Linked DNA regions of Hordeum vulgare: region 1 is linked to region 2. The links are chromatin contacts, called in public Hi-C maps. All regions are on one chromosome and are shown on one strand. The core of a region is the stretch at or near the end of the contact, and the rest is flanking DNA. Distances in the headings are between cores, read along the strand shown.

Region 1 (3,150 bases), core at 422-2,921, 440 kb before region 2:
CACTACTGTTTGGTAGAAAGATGAATAACTAGTGCTATGTATCTGTCACACGGTTCAGTTAAAATTCCTAACCTCTTGTCCTTCCACACGCTGCTGTGAAGAAACCGGGGCAGAACTAGCGTGGCATTAAGCAGGGCTGCAACGACAACAGCATTGCACACCTGGAGGAAGAATGAAGCTCGTTTAGGTACTAAATACGTATCAAAATTGAACTGATCTTGTGAGGAGGATCCAAGCACTGTATCCTTACGGCGACACGCTGTTGGTTCAGGCCGCCGTTTGCGCTTATGAGAACGAAGCCGTTGTTGTTCTCGCTAGGCTCTGAGATTAAACCAAATTCAGTGTCATCAGGGAGCAAAAAAGGTAAAAAAGCAGAGTAACTATTTGCACTTGTTTGAATGAAGCTTCACCTTCTTCGACCAAGGTGTATTTGGCGGCGCAGGGTGTCCATTTCCGCGCCTGTCTGTAGGGTTCCTCCCACAGTGCGAAATTTCCACTGCCTGTCTCGTTCTGCACTGGCACGAAGGGAAAAGTGCAGCATCAGTAAAAAGTAACAGATATACCAAGTTCCCAGATACAGTTGCAGAAAGTAACTAGTGAAGTAGTAGTAATTGCTATGATGGCAGAATCAAACCTTGGTGGTGGCCAAAGCTGCCATCTGCAAAAGTCTTTCATGCATTATCTGCTCTGACTGTTCCTTCTTGACAAAATTCTGCTTGAGCTCCTTCATTCACAGAGATGGATTCATCAGGCCGAGAGAAAAGGTGCAAAAATTCAAAATGTTGAGGTCAGTCTGCGACGGTATGAAGGAGCACATCCATGATAGTATATAATCAGAGAGGTAGATCAAATTCAGACGCCATGGAAAAGAAAACCGAGAGGATCAGAGATGGCCAGCCAGACAGATAGGTGATCGTGATCGAACATGCTTATTTCCTGACTTTGATCGGGGGTGGCAGCATATGCATACCTGGAGGCCCCTGAAGTTGACGGAGATGGCACCGTTCCGGAACTGCACCTGGTGAAGCGCGGACATGACGAGGGAGGCGGCGAGCAGGAGGCAGCCCATGACCCCGACCACCACGGCGAACACCCTGAGGTGCCACGAGGTGACGTTGACGCCGCCCCCCTTGGCCTTCCCCTGCCGCAGCCTCCCGATGTTGGTGGCGCCGACCCTGCCCTCGCCGCCGCCCGTGCCCGTCTGGCCGACGACGACGAAGGGGCCGTCCATCTCCGCCGCCCGGTCGATCAAGAAGGCACCGCCATTACGGTCCGGGAGCCCCGCGCGCGTCTCCATTGGTGGCTTGGCGTGGACGGGGTGCCTGGTGCCTCAAGTCCAGCAACACGGCAACTGCGGCCCCATTTGGCTGTTGAACTATTCTTTCCTTTTGACCTGCGTTCCATGGACGGACGGACGGACGGGCAAGCAGCGTGGGCGTCCAGCGATCCCCCGTACGGGCTCAGAGTGGTATAGAAGAAGGGTAGGTCAAACGAGGCGCTGCCGCTGCGGCTTCCATTCGATCGGTGCAACCACCGGGCAGGCGGGCAGGTAAAGAATGATAGGGTGATGATCTCCGATCTCCGTGGCGGGGATAAAGAAATTGGGAGGCGCGATTAAAGAACTGGTGAACGGACGTGGAAGGGGATCGAGGTAACGTGAGGGCGACCCGCCGGCATCTCGTCCTATATAGCGGCGTGGTGATCGCGGCCAGGTGGTGGCGTGGTGGGACGGGGATCGCGTATCGGGACGGGGAGGTGTTCCGTAGAAGCCAAGAGAGGTTTCGGTTGGAGGGCTTGTTTGTTTGTTTGTTTGGTGATTCGATGATTGATTGATGGCGACGACGGAAAAGGGCGACGGGGTCGGTAGCCGGCCGGCCGCCGTTGGTTGGTTGGTTGGCGCACGAGTACAGCTCCGGGTTTCTTGCGCGGTCGCGGTTCCTTTTTCGTTATACGTACTATTTTGATGTTTAGATTCTCCTCTCTGGATGTGTCGCTGTGGATATGCTCTGCCATCGCCGAGTAGCGCACCCACAGTGCCACCTGCGCATGGCATGGACCATGGAGGAGGCTGGGTGACGGCGGCTGCGCGTGCGTGTACTCTGCCGCTCTGCAGCCATGGCGGCCGCGTGGCAGACACGCGTGGATGTGTGTCTCGGCCGGCCGACGGGGCTACCGATACTGGTGGCCGCTCGAAAAGCGCGGGGAAATCACGAGTCGTAGGGCGTAGGATGAGCTCGAAAGCGTTGGCGGTCGGGGCGGTGTATAGCTCGGTAGTTGTGAGTTGTGACCCGCGAACCGACGGCGTCCGGAGATCGATCACAGGACACGCTGCCGCGGTAGTTGGCCAAAGTACCTGCACCGCGCGAGATTAGAGCATCTACAACAGAGATGCTAAGTAATAGCCGCGTACCAGAAAAAACGGTTTTTTAAGCACGGGACCGAATCGACAACTTCGACGCACACGTAAAAATCGCGCGTTAAAAGCCACTCAACGCATCGAATATAATTATATTGCATGCTGGGTTTTTTTCCACCGTCCGTTACCGCACACTGAACAACAACTCCTTCGTGTGAATGTTCACCAACAGCTAGATCTGAAATATCCACTCACGCGCGCGACTTTTTCATCCTCTCCGACGACCCCTCGACGCTTTCCCCCACGCGTGCCGCTTCCCGCTCTTCCCCGGTGGTCGCCGCCGCTTCCTTCTTCGCGGCCGTCCCTGGAGCGCCCCGTTCCGTCGACGAATAGCGCCGACGAAGGAGGGTCGACAGGGTGGCTTGCTTTGTTGCCTCATATCATGTCATTTGATGTGACGAAACACATGACGAACTTCAGAAGAATCTAACCGAGGAGTGGTGGGCATGAAATGGGTGACAAAATGCATGATGTTGTATGTTTGTTGTGCTAAACATTTATTGTATTGGTTATAAACTATTTGTTGTATTAAAGTTTAATTATTTGTTTGAGTTGTAATAATAATTAAACTATTTTTTGATGAATTATTTTGTGTTTGTTTGATCTTCTTTGTTTTGTTTGATCTTTTTTGTTTCACATTGAATGTAAAAATAATGTTTCTGCTAGGCGCACACTCTTTATTTTGCCGTATATGTTGAAGCTGCGTTCTACCATGCTAAAAATTTCCAGCGTCT
Region 2 (3,290 bases), core at 360-2,859:
AGGGCTCGGCAGTAACACATTCCATTTTTTCATTCATTTTCATTTCACTCATGTGTAATTTGTATACGAGACAAGTTTTGTATTGAATTATTTAGTTTACTATGGTGATTTGAATATTTATTGTACTTTGTATGATTAGTGTATTGTAATATCGACATTTTCTTATATTACACATTAGTAATTCTGATTTACGGGGTTTTCAGTTTGCGGGTCGACGCCGCGCCACCCGAGCAGACCTCGCATAGCCGACCCATAAAAGATCATCTTCTGCAAATATCCTTTTTACGGGTCCGTTTTGCGGGGTCTGACTCTGTCCGCGCCCGCGCGGGCCTACAAAACAGTTTTTTCTGCGAAGTGTAAAAGACTTTTGCGGGTCGGCTTTATACGGGGTCTGCTAGAGATGCTCTTAGACACCCTGCTCCCTAAAACGAAAGAGACCAAGGCTCAGTAGCGATCAAGATCGCCCTAGTTCAGCCTGGATCCTTTCTTCCTAAGAAAAATGGGAGTAGGGAATGTGAGTCTCAACGATGACAGTGGCGCCGCCGAGAGGAAGAAACAAAACCCTAACTAGAGAGGAACGTGCCGAACTTTCTTTTTTGAGAATTTCATGCCGGACTGGATGTTTTTGAGGCAATCGTATCGAAGCGAAGAGAGCAACTAGTTGGCGAGGGCTCCTTCGGAAACCTCCCAACAACCACTCCCACGTGCCACCACTTGGCACTTTCTCAGCCACCACCACATATCGTACTCTGAGCTTTCTCTTCAGATTTTATTATTTTATTATTTTTTCGCATGCGTTTTCGGCTTTTTAGGTGTGTTTTTTCTAGGGTTTTTCGGTGTTTCGGTTTTCCACCAGTCTTTCTTAGTTTTTGGTCGATTTTTTTTCAAAAAAAGAAATTCTTTTGCATGAAAAATCACGTTTTTTATTTCCGAAAAACACGGGTTTTCTTGCACAAGAGGCACAGATTTGCTTCTGCGAGAGGCACGGTCGTGCCTCTCGAAAACAAAAAAAAACGTGTGTTTTCCTTTCTCGAGAGGCACGGTTTTGCTTCCGCGAGAGGCATAATTTTTCTTCCGCGAGAGGCACGACCGTGCCTTTCGAAAACGAAAAAAAAGTTTTCTGTCTTTTTTCTTTTGCGAGAGGTACGATTTTGCTTTCATGAGAGACATAGATGTACCTTGACGAGAGGCACAACCGTGCCTCTTCAAAACGATTTTGCTTTCGTGAGAGGCATAGATGTGCTTTGATGAGAGACACAGCATTGCCTCTTCGAAATGAAAAATAATGAGTTTTCTGTTTTGTTTTCTTTCACGAGAGAGCCAATTTTCCATTTGGTTTTCTTGTGAAAGAAAAGTTCGTCAAAACAAATCAAGATATGATCTAGTTGTGAAGATCATGACGCACGATTTAATAGATAAAACATTTTAAAAATTCTTATCTACAAAAAAAGAAAAACTATCAGGTTGTCATAAGTGACGGTGCGAGTGATTTTAGAAAGGAGTACTACTTAATTAGTGGTTTCGCGAACTCGCGGTGATATAGCAGTGCTAGTTGGGCCTAACTAAAACGTCCTAGCTGGGCCGGCTCGTGCATAGCAGTGTGCACCAGATCGAGCCCAGTCCAGAGGAAACCCTCCCATTTCAGTCCATCTCCCTTCGCTTCCTCACTTAAACCCCACGCCGCACCCCTCGCCGCCGGCCGCCGCCACGCCCTCACGATGGCTCACCTCCGCCTCCTCCTTTCCCACTCGCGCTGCCATCCACATCCCCACCGCCTCCTCCCGCTCTTCCGCTTCTGCACCTCCAACTCCGGCAACCCCCCACCGCCGCCCATCAAGCCCGTCTCCTACGCCCCGAAGCCGAAGGCCCCACCCGAGGAGGCCCCCTCGCGGGAGACCCCGAGCGCTAGCTCCGAGTGGCAGGACCGGCCACCCAGGAGATTTGACCAGCAGCCGCCGCGGCAGTTTACGCGGGAAGAGGTGCGGTTCGTCAAGGACGCGGGGCCCGCGATCGCGCCGGTGTCGTACCCGAGCAGGGTTGCGCCGCTTCCGGGAGACCGTCCAGCGGAAGAAGGGGCCGGGGAAGTGGCGAATGAGCAGGATCTGCGCGGCGAAGCGGAGCGGATTGAGATGAATGCTGAGCGGACGAGGAGGACCATCTTCGGAGTGCCGGTGGAGGAGGAAACGGTGCCGTACCCAACGCTGATACCCGTTGCGAAGCGGCCGCAGAAGGTCGCCATTGATCTCGTCGATGCACTCCGCGAAATCAAGGTCTGCACTTCTCGTGATTCGGTTCATCGCAGTTCAAATCTCAAAGAAAATCTCGTTATGCTGCGATTGGGTATCATAGCTTTGTGTAATTTGGACATGGTTTCGTAGCACTACGATTTCCACAATGAGAAGAGTAGCTCACTTGAAGTACCATGCTTTTGTTTGTTTAGTCAATGGGAAGGAATGTTGATGAAACAACCATAGTTTAACTGAAATGCGACTGGATGGGATTAAGCCGAATTTGATGCATGTTTTTTTTTTCTGTGACAGTGGGTTCTAGCATACTAGGAAGAATGCCCCTATTTTTTTTAGGGTGTGTCTAGCTCTCATCTAGATGAGACATAACTCCACACCATTGAATTTTATGTGGAGATTCATGAGGATTTTTTTTTATTAATAGAATAGTGTAGGAGTTAGATGCGACTTTGTTAATTCTCATCTAGATTAGAATTAGCAAATCCATTTTGTTTATGCTGCTTTTGGCATCGTGATTGGTTATAACAGTTCTGTTTTACCTGAGTTGATTTGACCTATTATCCTGTTTGGCTAACTGATGTTGCTATAAGCAACAGAAAAGTAGTTTAAAATCTTGTTCTGCTAACAGAAGAAAGAAGAGATACCGAACTGTGTTTCATTTTGCCACATTAGTTAACATCAACACCCTGTATGCAAAGAAGACTATTTTCTCCACAACAGCTTTAAAATAAGTTGAGCATTCTCAAACTGGCATATGATCTTTGTACGTAGATGAAACATTCATTGCATTCTTTGTATGTAGGCACCGTGATGGGCGCAAGCTGCTAATGGCACCGGTAGGAAATAACAAAGCGCTAGATTAGGTTAACTATAACATACCGGAAGAGAGTTTTTCTTGATGATTGAACCAAAATGATGCCTACTTATATCCTAGCAGCAGACCTGGAGCTGACTGATCTAGACTAGTATTGTACCATCTTAGTGAACCATTAACCACTAAATGGTGACCAAGCCTTGCCTTGTTATCTTTCTCTTTGCACTATT

Evidence for each region. Hi-C and Micro-C count contacts between places; a contact is called where the count stands out from the background.
Region 1: a contact with region 2 is called in a Hi-C map of seedling, with 3 times the contacts expected there. The contact joins the promoter of LOC123412572 here to the promoter of LOC123408416 in region 2. A contact is called at or near these places in 3 of 6 Hi-C or Micro-C datasets (leaf and seedling) and 1 of 1 datasets of contacts at active chromatin or transcription factors (embryo).

What each region holds. Positions count from the first base shown.
Region 1 is chr7H:522,757,657-522,760,806 of MorexV3_pseudomolecules_assembly, reverse strand. LOC123412572 (O-fucosyltransferase 8-like) reads right to left here and starts at 1,671. Exons shown (of 10, transcript XM_045105522.1): 1 at 971-1,671; 2 at 635-724; 3 at 411-510; 4 at 251-321; 5 at 73-161. The coding sequence starts at 1,297.
Region 2 is chr7H:522,320,164-522,323,453 of MorexV3_pseudomolecules_assembly, reverse strand. LOC123408416 (50S ribosomal protein L1) reads left to right here and starts at 1,609. Exons shown (of 10, transcript XM_045101530.1): 1 at 1,609-2,270. The coding sequence starts at 1,719.